Regions from separate parts of the Mus musculus genome. Here all the other regions are linked to region 3. A link is a contact called in public promoter capture Hi-C data. All regions are on one chromosome and are shown on one strand. Each heading gives the region's core, a stretch centred on a gene start, on an enhancer-like site or on the middle of the called end of the contact. The rest is flanking DNA. Distances are from core to core; before and after follow the strand shown. Region 1 overlaps Igf2bp2 (insulin-like growth factor 2 mRNA binding protein 2). Region 2 overlaps Igf2bp2 (insulin-like growth factor 2 mRNA binding protein 2). Region 3 holds the start of Tra2b (transformer 2 beta).

The links. Promoter capture Hi-C pulls out the DNA fragments that hold promoters and counts their contacts.
Region 1: a promoter capture Hi-C map of 3T3-L1-derived adipocytes shows a contact between it and region 3, with 5 times the contacts expected there. The contact joins the enhancer-like site here to the promoter of Tra2b in region 3. A contact is called at or near these places in 4 of 39 promoter capture datasets (the 3T3-L1 cell line, 3T3-L1-derived adipocytes and macrophages), 1 of 484 Hi-C or Micro-C datasets (muscle stem cells), 4 of 115 datasets of contacts at active chromatin or transcription factors (effector CD8 T cells, embryonic stem cells, memory CD8 T cells and 1 more) and 2 of 9 other capture datasets (adipose tissue and pancreatic islet).
Region 2: a contact with region 3 is called in a promoter capture Hi-C map of macrophages, with 6 read pairs. The contact joins the enhancer-like site here to the promoter of Tra2b in region 3. A contact is called at or near these places in 6 of 39 promoter capture datasets (3T3-L1-derived adipocytes, hippocampal neurons, liver and 2 more), 3 of 484 Hi-C or Micro-C datasets (the MNK3 cell line, cerebral cortex and rod photoreceptor), 3 of 115 datasets of contacts at active chromatin or transcription factors (bone marrow-derived macrophages, embryonic stem cells and memory CD8 T cells) and 4 of 9 other capture datasets (adipose tissue, liver, macrophages and 1 more).

Annotation. Positions count from the first base shown.
Region 1 is chr16:22,065,294-22,070,004 of GRCm38.p6, forward strand. Igf2bp2 (insulin-like growth factor 2 mRNA binding protein 2) reads right to left here. Exons shown (of 16, transcript NM_183029.2): 12 at 2,850-2,966. Among named protein-coding and RNA genes, the nearest start is that of Senp2, 58 kb to the left of the region's middle. Within about 2 kb of position 2,353, at least 76 of the 459 cell types and tissues checked have an H3K27ac peak or open chromatin away from gene starts, as enhancers often do. A contact at or near this core is called in 3T3-L1-derived adipocytes, adipose tissue, memory CD8 T cells and 1 more, where this site is marked.
Region 2 is chr16:22,122,742-22,126,949 of GRCm38.p6, forward strand. All of the region lies in intron 2 of Igf2bp2 (insulin-like growth factor 2 mRNA binding protein 2), which reads right to left. Among named protein-coding and RNA genes, the nearest start is that of Igf2bp2, 38 kb to the right of the region's middle. Within about 2 kb of position 1,685, at least 27 of the 459 cell types and tissues checked have an H3K27ac peak or open chromatin away from gene starts, as enhancers often do. A contact at or near this core is called in the MNK3 cell line and macrophages, where this site is marked.
Region 3 is chr16:22,264,439-22,269,063 of GRCm38.p6, forward strand. It overlaps Tra2b (transformer 2 beta), which reads right to left and starts at 1,567. Exons shown (of 9, transcript NM_009186.5): 1 at 1,303-1,567. The coding sequence starts at 1,338.

The DNA of each region.
Region 1 (4,711 bases), core at 1,103-3,602, 200 kb before region 3:
GAAGTCATGGCCTTAATTCTCAGTATCAAGTCTGAGCCATTGGCTGCCCAGAGCAGGTCCGAGCAGGTCAGTAGTTACTGCCTCTCCCTGCATCCAAGTCCTAGCAGATACAGGTTCTGGCAACCCCCAGGGCCTAGAGGGAAGGAAGGGTTAGTCGGCAGCATTGTCCAGTCCCTATGTAGCTGCAGGAAAGGTCACCCTGGCTCTAACTCACAGCACACATGAGCCAGCTGTAAAGATTAGGAAGGCAGAGCAGGTATGTCTGTCAGTAAAAGAGGCTGCCTTGGTTCCAGCCACAGCTCTGCAAACCTTTCTCCTTATGCACTTCCTTCCCCATTGGGAAGATGGAGCCAGCAAGCTTTTTAATCCTGTGAGAATACAAAGACCTCACCAATAGTTTGATTAAAGGTATCTGGTGGTTTGAATAAGAATGGGCCCAGAAGTTCATACATTTGAATGCTTAGGGAGTGGCATTAGTTTAGAAGGATTAGCAGGTGTGGCTTTGTTGGAGGAAGTGTGCCACTGAGGTGGGCTTTGGGGTTTTAGGAGCCTAGGTCAGGCCCAGTGTCTTTCCTGCTACCAATGGATCTAATGTAGACCTCCAGACCACCACATCTGGCTGTGCTACCATGTTTCTTGCCATGATGGAAATGGACTAAACCTCTGAACCTGTAAAGCCAGCCCCAGCTGAATGCTTTATGAGTTGTCATAGTGTCTCTTCAGAGCACAACACTAAGACAGAAGTTGGTACCGCGAGCGGAGTGTGGCTGAGACCGGCTGTTTGGTGGTGGAATGTGAATGTTGCTACTCTGGATTAGGAAAGGAGCTGAATGCACCTGAATGCAGGGCTTACGGGGCCATTACCAATAGGAGCATGAAGACAGCACTGAGGGCAATTTGAACTGTGGAGGCCCAGGTGAAGACATTTCAGAGGGAAGAATACAGTAAATGGCCTGGAGACCACTCCTGTGGTATTTTAGGGGGAAAAAAAAATCTATCTGAGGCTAAATTAGAGCATTTTGGATTAATGGCATTGGCAGAGATTTCAAGACAGCCTAGTACTGACTCTGTCATGTGGCCACTCTCATAAGCCAACCAAGGAAAAATATAAAATGTACAGTCTGAAGAGAATAGGAGCACCAGGAGGTGTAGTGGAGCTATGTATTTATTGTGTTCAAGGAGATAAAAGTTTAAAGAAAAGCCTTATACTAAATGGAATAAGGAAGATCGTGATCTCAGAGCAAGACCTCACCCAGCCAAGCTTCGGACTTGTGGAGAGGAATTAGACAAAGGCTTAAGCAGTGAAGAAAACCATCAAAGACAGAAAGCTGATGAAATGACTCGAGGGGCCGAGTTCCAGTTGCAGTAAGCGTGAGAACTAGGCAGCTTCAGTCACCTGGTTCTGGCTTTAGAGTCAAGAAAGGGGTTGTGGATCCCTCTGCAGCTAGGGAAAGCCACAGAGGCCAAGCCCCCGTTGGGTTCTTGTTACATTTCCACCCCCAGCACACTCTGACTTAAAAACTCTGTACAGGAAGAGGAAGAGAAGTCAACAACAGAGTTGATCTGGATCTGGTAGCTCCAGGCAGTCATTCCACCTGCTGAGGAGACCAAGAAGGTACTGTGGTCTGGTCTGCCTCAGGACCTCAGGATCCTAGTGGCCAGTGGAATTTCTGTCTAAGATTGAGGCTGACCACTTAGGTGTCTCAATGAGCCTTATTCTCTGTGTCTTGCTTTTTTCCTGTAAACTGAGGTTTGAATAAAGGAAACCCTCAAAGCCCTTCGGTCCAAGCTGTCTCACTGTAGAGTTTTGTTTTGTTTTGTGTTTAACCATCTCAGACTACAGCGTTAGGCACTAAGAAAGATCTCTGGGCACTGCAGACTATGGTCATCCTCATCCTTGCTGTCTGCATCATCTAGGCCAGGGTATTATACGTGCCAAGCCATCGGGCATAAAGCACCCCACACTCTCATCATGCCCAGCCCACCGTGGGCTAGCTAACCCCCAGTGCAAATGTGAACCCCTAACTGCAAGCACAGATGGATGCAGCTTGAGAGTACAGCAAGATGCCATCTTTCCCAGGGCCACCACTGTCCTCATAATGCACAACTCAGAATGCTTTGTTTTTGGTTTTCTTCCCTGTCACACTTGGCTGTGGGAGAAACTCCAGCTCTCAGGGGAAAAGTGTAGGCATTCTCTCTCCAAGTCATGAGACTTGGCATAACTCTGGGTTGTCTCATGGTAGCAAATTCTTTCCCGTAACAATGAAAAGCATTTCCGGAAGCGTTTCACGGGGGCTTTCGGAGTCACGGCCTCGCGCTGAGTCAGAGCAACAGCTGGGCTTGAGGCAGATCTGTGGCAAACAATCACTGACAACTGAGGGGGCAGAACATGGGCTGCAGCCACATCTGCACACATCAGTGTTGCAAACCAAGGGGAATTCCCTCTCCCAGACTTTGGCTCAGTCCTGGCCTCTTAACAGGAGACACTATCAGCTTTGTCTGCCTATGATCTTATCAGCACTTTCCAGAAAGTTCTTCAGTTTGCGTTCCCACAGTCTGTAAGTCCTTGAAGCCTGGGCTAAGGAGCATCAACATGCTGAGTGCTAGGCATAGATGCTCATTCTGCTCATGTGGGCCTTCTCTATCTTCTCGGGAAGAGGGGACAGTGCCAACCCTTGGAGGATCAGGTTTGGTCATTACTAGTTCTTTCTTCTAACTTTGGTTTGATTGAACAGGAAAGGACTAAGATGAAGAATGGGAGCTGACAGGAATGGCCATCTCTAGGTGCTGTGAGAATTCTCTAGCACTGACAGGAGGTGGCCCATGGGGACAGGCAGTAACAATCTTACCTTGATGGAGGCACCAGCAAATCGAGCGAGCTGTTTGATGTGTGCCCCCTTCTTCCCGATGATAGCACCCACAGCCTGGGTTGGGATGAAGAGACTTACAGTCTCCTGCTCTGGGTACTAGAAAAGAACACATACACAGCTATCATTCTGACCTGGCACCTCATGGCCCAGCCAAGTGCGGTTAACAGACCCAACATGGGAAGGCCTCGCAATCTGGGGAGATGGCCAAAGTGCCATGTCAGTGTGTGGCCTGGTGCTCTATAGATGAATCTGAGGAGTGATGTTGAACCTAAGCAAGATTGCATGAGCCTGCAAGGACCTCTGAGCACCCACCCACCCATGTTTGTGGGGCACATGTAGCTGGCTGTCCCTGGGTTCTCAGACACAGATTTGATATATATACTTCCTGGGCCTTCCTCCAAGAACCAAAATGGGTTATTTTGTGGTGACTCAGTGGATTAAAAAAAAAAATGTTTGTCATGTAAGCTTGATGACATGAGTTCAATCTCTGGTGGAAGGAGACAATTCCTGAACACTGTCCTGGGGCTGGAGAGATGGCTCAGAGGTTAAGAGCACCGACTGCTCTTCCAGAGGTCCTGAGTTCAATTCCCGGCAAGCACATGGCGGCTCACAACCATCTGTAATGGGATCTGATGCCCTCTTCTGGTGTGTCTGAAGAGAGCAATGGTGTACTCATATACATAAAATAAATAACTTATTCTAAAAGAAAGAGGGAGGGAGGGAGGGAGGGAGGGAGGGAGGGAGGGAGTTGTCCTGACTTGCACATGGTGCTCGCTGTATGTGCTGTGGTGGGTATGAGCTTTCACATATACAATAATATACAAAATAATAAAAAGCTATTAACCACGCCTGGTCAAAGGACAGAGGGGAAGCTGTCCAGCCCATCCTATAATGAGGAACACCACCTTACAAGGTGATTCGCCCTGCTGTGACCAGACTCCATGCTGAGTACCCAGGATGGTGGGTAAGCCACCTATTCCTGGAACCCCTGAAGAAAGTCAGAGGTTCTTAGGCCAGGCTGGCAGAGGTTGATGCTATAGGTGTCTGTGGGAATGATGTGGCTTTGCTTGCTAGACTTTGATTGAAGAACACCAGCAAAAAAAAAAAAAAAAAAAAAATGTGTGATATAGTGTATGCCTGTGTACATGTTCCTATGTGTGCATACATGTTAGAGGCCAGAGGCTGAGGCTGGTATCCTCCCTCAATCACGCTCTTTATACCTTAGTGTTACTATGAAGTACCCTACGGAACCTAGAGCTCACTGACCTAGTTAGATTACCTAGCCCGTGAGATCCAGAGATCTCTTACCACCAGTCCCTCAGTGCCAGGAGCACCTGGCACACCTGGCTTTTATGTGGGTGCTTAGAATTGAACTCCGGTCCATGCTTGTATGGTAAGCACTTTACCAACTGAGCCACATCCCCTGCCTACTGGAGGCTTTTCTTTAGCTTATTAACATTTCGTTTGTTTGTTTGTTTGTTTGTTTGTTTGTTTGTTTGAGACAGGGTTTCTCTGTATAGCCCTGGCTGTCCTGGAACTCACTTTGTAGACCAGTCTGGCCTCGAACTCAGAAATTCACCTGCCTCTGCCTCCCAAGTGCTGGGATTAAAGGCGTGTGCCACCACACCCGGCCTTAGTATGTTTTAAAAAGTGTGGTGCGTGCGTGCGTGCGCGTGTGTGTGTGTACATGAGTGCAGGTGCCTACAAAAACTGGAGACACTGGATCCCCTGAACCTGGAGTTACAGATGACTGAGTCACCTGATGTGGGATCTGGGAACTCCAGTGTTCTGGTAGAGTAATGTGCACTCTTAATGACTGAGCCACAACTCTAGGCTTCTTG
Region 2 (4,208 bases), core at 435-2,934, 140 kb before region 3:
AGTGCCTTTCTTTACTTGCTGAGCCATTTCACCAGCCCTAATAGACTACTTTCTAAAAACTCCCAATACATCTTACCACCATCACCTTCCAAACCACAGTCCTGTTTCCACCAGCTAGCACCACCATGTCGTCGTTAAAAAGGACCCTGTGATTAAGCAAACTGTTGTAGATGCCAAGCTAAACAGATCTCCTTCTTGCCACGCTTCTTGGGGCCTTACCAGACACACGTGCCTCACACATTTCCAACAGAGGAATAAAGAACACCCATTTGAAACATTACCTGGTTGAGCCATTTCCTAATATACGTCACCGACTAGGAATGTACTTCTGAAGTAGAAATAAAAGGATCCACTACTTAGAAAACTGTTTGTAATTATAAAATACCATGAAGATGAAGACGTTGAAATGGGGAGTGTAGTCCTGGAATATATGTTAGGGCAAAAATGTTTTCCTATACTCTTTTGGGAAACTGATTTGGTAGTAACTATCAAGTCCCTTTATGATTACACTCTTCCACACAATAATCCCACATCCAGGAATTTACACATTAAAGATGTAAAATGTGGACAAAATCAGATTCCCTACCCCTTAAAGGACACCAGTGCCTTCATGGGAAAAAGGGAAAGTATTATTTCTTGAGAGAAACACATCTCTCTACTCATCTGCAAAGTACAGGAAACAAAAGGGTGTTTACAAGCTTGGGGGCATCAAAACAGTATAAACTGTACTTAACCCCCTGTTCCCAAGAGAATGCTGCTGTTACAGATCCCCACAGGCCCACAAGAAGCCAGTAAGAAGACTCCCCAGGGAGAGATGTCCTGAGGCACAAAAGGGGGTGTGGGGAGGGCCTTCACTCCTCGAGCCCTGATGTGAAGGCTTCCTCAGGACTCATGAACTTAGAACAAAACATGATAATGAGGATAAATGACTGCATGTTAAACCCTTTTAGAAAGCTAACAATTTAGCTATTTCAAGAGATCATTTGATATTAAATACTTTTTGTTTACATTATATTTTAAGGGATGCATATAGCAATCCCTTAGGAAGGGAATACAGAAGAGAAGGAAGCTTCCAGCAAAGCGACAGGTTCAGATCATGTGACTAAGGCCGCGCTGCCCTCTAGTGGTGGAGGGCCACACTCTGAGGCTTCTCGCAGATCAATAAGCCCTTTTTATTTAAAGCTTTAAACTCACAAAGTTATGAAGGGGCAACAAAGGTTCTCAAAGCATGAACTCTTAAATGCTGGAGCCAACTGACCAAAGGAGGACATTCAGTTTTAAAGCCACTGCTTCGTTATTTATTCTCCAGTTCTCTGTATGCATAGACAAAGCCAGGTCTCAAGAGATACGAAATAAGCCGGGCATGGAGGCCACAAGTTTTTAAAGTCAGCACTGGGGGTGTGTGTGTGTGTGGGGGGTCATGCTTACATACAGCCTAGTAGACATTGACCAAACTGTGAATGAATGAATGAACGAATGAACTATTTTTTCAGACTTTCCTTCAATGGTGGCTACTACATTCTTCCCTCTGTAAGGTCAGCCCTAGTGATTTGTGCCAGGTCCATGAACATGGCTTCTGATGGTCTCCTTCCTAGCCTCATTCATCCACAATGCTGTCTCAGCAGAAGGGAGATTGTGGGTGTACAGCTCACTCAGAAATGAAGCTGCTACTCCTGCCTACCAGGCACCACTACACAGTTAAGAGGAAGCCTGGCTAGGGGAAACCCTACTTCTTGGGGCTTCTCTGGGGATTCACCCTGACCTGGGAAAACAGGCTTTGTCATGATAGGCAAAATCAAAGGACACAGGCTCACCATACTGTGTAAGGAAAGCAACAGGGTCCACCCGCACAGCATTTTAAGTGTTACAGTGTTTCCTTTGCATCTTGAGTTACAAGCCTGCAGGCTCTCACTCCAAGGAAACTTGACAGGAAGATAAATGCCTGACTGTGGAGCCAGGGTGTGGAGGCAGAGGTGATCGGAGCTGGCTGACCAGTGAGTGGCCGACTCAGGTCAGCACTACTTATCTTCCTCAGGACCCGTGAGTCACACCGGAGGGGCTACCCATCCAGCAAACGCACACGAGGAGAAGTTTCTACAGCTGTGTTGTTCTTACTATAACAGGTGACAAGGGCTTTTTAAAACCTGACAGACTGCACAGAACAGAAAAAAGCAAAGAAGCCTGAAAGGATTTTAAGTAGCCATCAACTGAGGCACCATCAGTCCTAGGCTTGAGAGGTCACGGTAGGGAGCTCACCACGAGTTGGAGGCCAGCTTGGACTACACAGTAAGACTTGACACAATCCCCTCCAAGAAAAGAAGTTAAAAATTTACAAGAGACACACCAGACTGCAAAGCTTGGAAAAAGCATAAGGTAACCAACCAGTCTATGCTTCAAGTATGCTGTTAGACTCTTTATGAAGCAGGGAGCTAGGGGCAGGGGCTTGCAGGCAATCCTGGCAACCTTGGTCCCAGCCTCAGAACCCAAATAAAAAGAGAGAGACAACCCCAGCACTTGGGAGGTAGAAGCAGGACGATCTCTGTGAGTTAGAGGCCAGCCTGGTCTACACAGTGAGTTCCAAAACAGCTAAGGCTTCACAGAGAATCCCCGTCTCAAAAGAAAGAAAGGGGAAGGAAAGGAAGAAAAAAGAAAGAAAAGAGAGAGAACCAACTGCACAGATGAAAGGTGTGTGGTTTTACCCATCTGCTTACTGACTCATTGAAAAGTAATGTTTCATGTATCCTCATGATAGTATTTTAAAGCAGCTATTCAGTTTCGTATTCCAACTGTATTTGTGTACAGAAAATATAGCCAGGGCAAAGCTACAGAAAGCAAGTTAGAACTGGCAAAATGGCTCGGCAGGTAAATGTTTTTGTCTCTGAGCCTGATGACCCGAACTGATCTCTGAGATCCTCATGGTAGAAGATGCAAATCAAGTTGCCCAAGTTGTTCTCCGACCTCCACACATGTGTGTGCACACATGGACACACACACAAGTAAATGACTGTAAAGAGCAAAGTATACAAAATGCCTCTGGTGAGGTGGGACTAAAGAGAAGGCTCAGCAGTTAAGAGCACTGACTGCTGTTCCAGAGGTCCCAGGTTCAATCCCCAGCACACACATGGCAGCCCACAACTGTAACTCCAAGATCTGACACCCTCACACAGACATACATCCAGGCAAAACACCAACACACATAAGGTGAAAATAAGTAGTTTTTAAAAATTGACAAACCATGAGCATTTTAAAATTAACTATGCTGTGGATCTCTATAGTGAATTTTTTTTTAATAAAATGTTTAGACTTATTGAATGTGTTTGAGTTTTCGGCTGCATGTAAGTATGTATACCACATTAGGCCTGGTGCTCTTGGAGATCAGAAAAGGAGTTAACCCCCTAGAGCAGGAATTACAAATAGCTGTGAACCATCAGGTGGTGCTGGGAGCACTAACCTAGGTCCTCTGCAAGAGCAACAGGTACTCTTAACCACTGAGCCGCCTCTCTAGCTCCAAACACTTAAAATGCTCTGAATGTCTGTTGCGTACACTTGGAGGCCAGGGACCAACTTGCAGTGTCCTCCCCGGGAACAACGCCCACCTCCTCTGGGGCAGGATCTCACACTGGCCCGAACTTACCAATTAGGCTAGCCCGACCAGTCAGCAGCCCCCAGGGAGCCTGTGCCTCGCCTCCCCAGTGCTGAGATTACAAGTGCATGCTACTGTGCCAAGCAATTTTATACAGATTCTGGAGGTTAAATTCAGATCTCTGTGCTTTACTGACTGAGCCATGTTCCCAAAAGCCCTTATCTACATTTATAGGCAGTCTTAGGTAATCCTCAAGTTAGAAATTCTCAGGAAAAAATATTTGAATACGCATTTGAGATCTCAAACATAAAAATTTGTTTTAAGCCTTTGAGTATTTTCTACACACATACACACACACACATACACACAAAACCTTGCCATTTATTAACAGCCCAAGAGATCAAATGGAGGGTTGGTATACAACCACTCTATCCTCGTCATAATGGCCAAAAAAAACCAGGCCAATGTTGATGATCCAAGTCCAAGCCCTGGAACCCACATGACGGAAGGAGATAACACATTCCCCCCAAGTTGTCCTCTGACTTCTAAAGGAGCTGTGGTACACATAAGAACACAAACATACATGCACATGCACACACCACATAAAGAGAGAGTAAATAAATAC
Region 3 (4,625 bases), core at 317-2,816:
CCATTCTCCATTATCAGAAAAACAACATTCTGTCCCACTCCCCCATCGCTTTCTTTCCTTAGGTAAAAGGCACGCACTGGTTGACACTGAACTTTAAATTGTCTTAGGGACTCATCTCCGTATATAAAAGATTACATCCGTTCAAATTACTCTTTTTGGGTTCAAGTTCACCATGGAAGTCCAAGAATGCTCTCTACCAAACCGTCAAAGGCCTTTTAGAGTTTACTAACCAAAAAAATAAACTGTGAACTAGTGGTTAAGTGTTCCTGTGAACTTTTTGCGAAAATAAAAACGTTAGTACAGGAAGGGCAAAACAGCCATTCTTATGATGCTTGTAAGCCGTTTCCAAACTGCAATTACCTGTTCACTGAGCCCTGGACTTCCGCATCTTCACGTGACAGTTTTTAATCTAAACTCTACAGCCACGCCACATGCGCCTCATTTGTTCAGCTTTGGGGCTGGGTCTAGTCCAGGCCCATTGTATACAATCTAATCAACCTCTACCGATTTTCACCCTCTGGGAGGTGGAAGCTTAAAAATAAAATCCCGTCGACTTCAGAGTTTAATAGCGCCATCAATTGTCGCCAATGGTTTCTCCTTCCCAAGTCCCCCCAGGGGTAGGGAGGCTCTATACAACAACGCCTAACGACCTTGCGTTCTATTCCAGTAAGCTCTCAACAATGGGAGAAACGCTGTAGCACAAAGCCCTCCAACTAACGGGGCCCCCAATCCCCCTCAGCCGTTTCCGTCTCCAGATGCTCCAAGAGCCCCCTACAGCTAGCTGTCCCTTACCGGGACCAGGAGGCCCTCCATCAACCGAAAAGCATCAGTCAGTCCCCATAGGCTCCCGGCCACACGTGGCTTTTCTCCGCTTCACCCTTGGACCCCGGGTGGCGAGGCGGCAAAGCCTGGCTGCAGGGAGCGGCGGCTCCGCCATTTTGTGCCTCTGGCAGCGCGCCCGGCCCGCGAGCCCAAGATGGCTGCGGCGCGGCTTCGCAGGAGAGCAACGGCGAAAGAAGATACCGTTCCCATCCCCCAACGCCGACGGACGCCGCGGCCATCTTTAGCCTCCCCCCGCCCCGTAACGGGGGGAAAGGAAAAAAAAAAAAAACGGTCGTGGCGGGTGCGAGGCACACAGCCCGCCCGCGGCCTCCCTCCGACGAGAAGCGCCGGCCACCAGGCCCTCCGGCGCCCCGGCTCCCTCCGCACGTCAGGCTCCCGACACCCGGCTGCACCGGGCCGAGAGGCCTAGAAGAAGTAGCAGGGTGGGGACCGCGGCCGCCCGCGCAACTCCGCGCTTACCCGCTCGCCGTAGTTCTGCTCGCCGCTGTCGCTCATGACTCCGGGTCGCTGTCACCGCTACGGGCCTTTCCTGAAGCTGTCAAGCTCCCGCCTTCCTTACAGAGGCTCCGCCGCAGCCTAGCGCGACGCCACACTTTTGCGAGGAGCTCGAAGCCGACACGCTCCGCACCACCTCCGCACCGGTCTAACACTGCCGGATGTGACGCCACGCTCTTTAACCTGGTCCCACCCACTCCCCCGAAGGCGCGCTTTCCTGGCCCCTCCCACTTCGACGCGCCTTCCAACCGCTTTCTCCTGCAGGGGCGCTTCCCAAACCGGACGTGACGTCTACCTTACCGCCCTGCCCCTCCCCTCCCCTAGTACCCGGCCACAGCGTGGCGGGAAAGTGTGCGCCTGCCTTTGGGCGTCTGTTGTGGTCTCCTCGGGACACCGTGATGTCCGTAGCCTTGCCACACTCGTTTCTGGAACCTTCTAGAGAACCGTCCTGGGTGGAAGAAGAGAAGAGATGGTTGTACATTCCTCCATGCCTTTGTTCTGTCTCACTAGTTTCCTCTCCTTTTGTTCTCTCATGATCTAGGAGAGAACACAGCCACACACTGGATTCTCACCTCCCGTTTATTTAGACTTAATTCTAGAGCTTTCCTTCCTAAATAAAACCTCCATTTAAAACTCTCGCAATTTAAACCGGGCATTAATGGTGCATGCCTTTAATCCCAGCACTAAAGAGGCAGAGACAAGCAGATCCCTGAGTTTGGGGACAGCTTGGTCTACACGGAGAAACCCTAGCTCAAAGCAAACAAACAAATTGAGGTTTGAGACAAAGCCTCATTGTGTTGCCTGGGTTGACCTTGAACCCACCGTGTATGTTATATAGCCTAGGCTGATGTTAGGAATGTATTAACCCTTCTGGGTCAGCCTCCCAAATCCTGGGATTATAGTTATGAACTATCAATCCTATGGCCTGGTGTGGTAATACACGCCTTTAAGGCGGATCTCTGTGAGTTCCAGGTAAGCCGAATATACAAAGCGAGTTCCAGGACAGTCAGGATTACACAGAGAAACCTGGTCTCATTCCCCACCCTGACTCCCACCTGGGGAAATGGAAAGGAAAGAAAGAAATGGAGAAAGGAAAGCCAGGCAGGGTGGTGCACACTTGTAATCCTTGTAATCGCAGCATGAGAGGTGAGCCCAAGGACAGTTAGCTGTTTAAGGCCAACCTGGGCTACATGAGCGGGCCCCCTTCAAAAAGTGACACAAAACAGAAAATAATTCAAGAGAAACGGGCCTGTAGTAATGGATTTCTGTTTGGGAGAAGCCGCCTGCCCTCTAGCCTCTAAGGATAGCATGAAAGAACACTGAAGATATCTATAGAAAACCATGCCAAATGAGTTCTTGAGATGAATACCATTTTGACAGTCTTCTTGTTTGGTTTGGTTTGGTTTTTTTTTTTTTTTTTTTTTTTTTGGTTTTTCGAGATAGGATTTCTCTGTGTAGCCCTGGCTGTCCTGGAACTCACTCTGTAGACCAGGCTGACCTTGAACTCAGAAATCAACCTGCCTCTGCCTCCCAAGTGCTGAGATTAAAGGCATGCACTACTGCCCAGCGACAGTCACATAGCTTCCGTGAATATTCTGAGCTACAGGATGATCCAACACTCGCAGTTTCAATGAATAAAACAAAAGCTAATTAATGAAAGAACTGTAGTTAATCTGGCCAGCCCAGCTTTACACAGTCACCAACCACGTCATCATTTCAACGTGAGCTCATGTCCACCAGATGGTGTCAAGCCTCAACAAGACCAGACAGCCCTGGGCAGCAGCTCCACATCTGGCCAACATTACTAGTGCCAGCTACTAGTTCCAACAGCACTAGCCAACATCAGCTCCCTAATATTTACTGTCTAAGTTTTCTTCTTCCTGTACTATGGATCGAACCCACAGATTTACCATTCCAGGCAAGCACACCACAACTGTACTGTGACCTCCGTCCCTCAGTTACATACCCTTGCTTTTTTTTGGGGGGGGGGGCTGTCAAGACAGGGTTTCTCTGTATAGCCCTGGCTGTCCTAGAACTCACTTTGTAGACCAGGCTGGCCTCGAACTCAGAAATCCGCCTGCCTCTGCCTCCTGAGTGCTGGGACTAAAGGTGTGCGCCACCACACCCGGCTATACCCTTGCATTTTTAAGCTGCAGATATTCTGGATCACTTATTACTATGGTTTTCCCATTAGAGTTGGGTGTGGTGGCACACCTATAATCCCAGCACTTGAGGAATAGGGGCAGGAGAATCAAGAGTCCAAAATTAGAGCCAGAGGTGGTGGTGCACGTCTTTAATCCCACCATTTGGGAGGCAGGGGCAAGCCAGTTTCTGAGTTGAATGCCAGCCTGATCTACAGAGTGAGTTCAAGGACAGCTCAGGGCTACACAGAGAAACCCTGTCACAGGGTGGGTAGGTGGATGTGGAAGAATAGTTTCCTGGAGGTAATGTCATGGAAATGTTCCTCACTGTTCACAGTTGCCAAATTTTTTCAAATTTTCTTCATGGAAATTTGATGGGGGTGTTGGTATTGTTTTACATTTGTTCTTTCAGGTTGTGTGTGTGTTCAAAAGAGTGCACACATGAATCAGATCCCATTACAGATGGCTGTGAGCCACCATGTGGTTGCTGGGACTTGAACTCAGGACCTCTGGAAGAGCAGTCAGTGCTCTTAACCACTGCGCCATCTCATCATCCCCCAACACCTAGTTTTTGTTTGGTGTTTTTTTCAAGACCAGGTTTCTCTGTGTACCTTTGCCTCCCATGGAACTCACTATGTAGCTCAGGCTGGCCTTGGACTGAGATCTCCCTCTCACGTGCTAGAATTAAAGGCATTTGCCACCAGTGCCAGGCCCACGTGTTCTTTTGAGATAGGGTCTCTCCTGGATTCTGGGGCTTACTGATCAGACTAGCCCGGCTATCCTGCAACTGCAGCACTGACTATAAACCCTATAAACCGTCATCATCCCATATTTTTAATATGGGTTTGTTGTTGATTTTTTTAAGATATTGTATTAGAGGGCACTGGCGAGATGGCTCATTGTTCTTCCAGAGGACCCAGGTTCAGTTCCCAGCACCCACATGGCAGCTTGCAACTGCCTAAAACTCCAGTTCCAGGAGATTAATGGTCTCTTCTGTAATCCACAGATACTGTATGCACATGTGAACATAAAAACAAGCAGACAAAACACTCATGCACAGACAAATATTCAAAAATAAATAAATGAGCATATGTATACAACAACTATTTTGTGGATTTTATCCTTACTGGGACAAAATACCTTGCA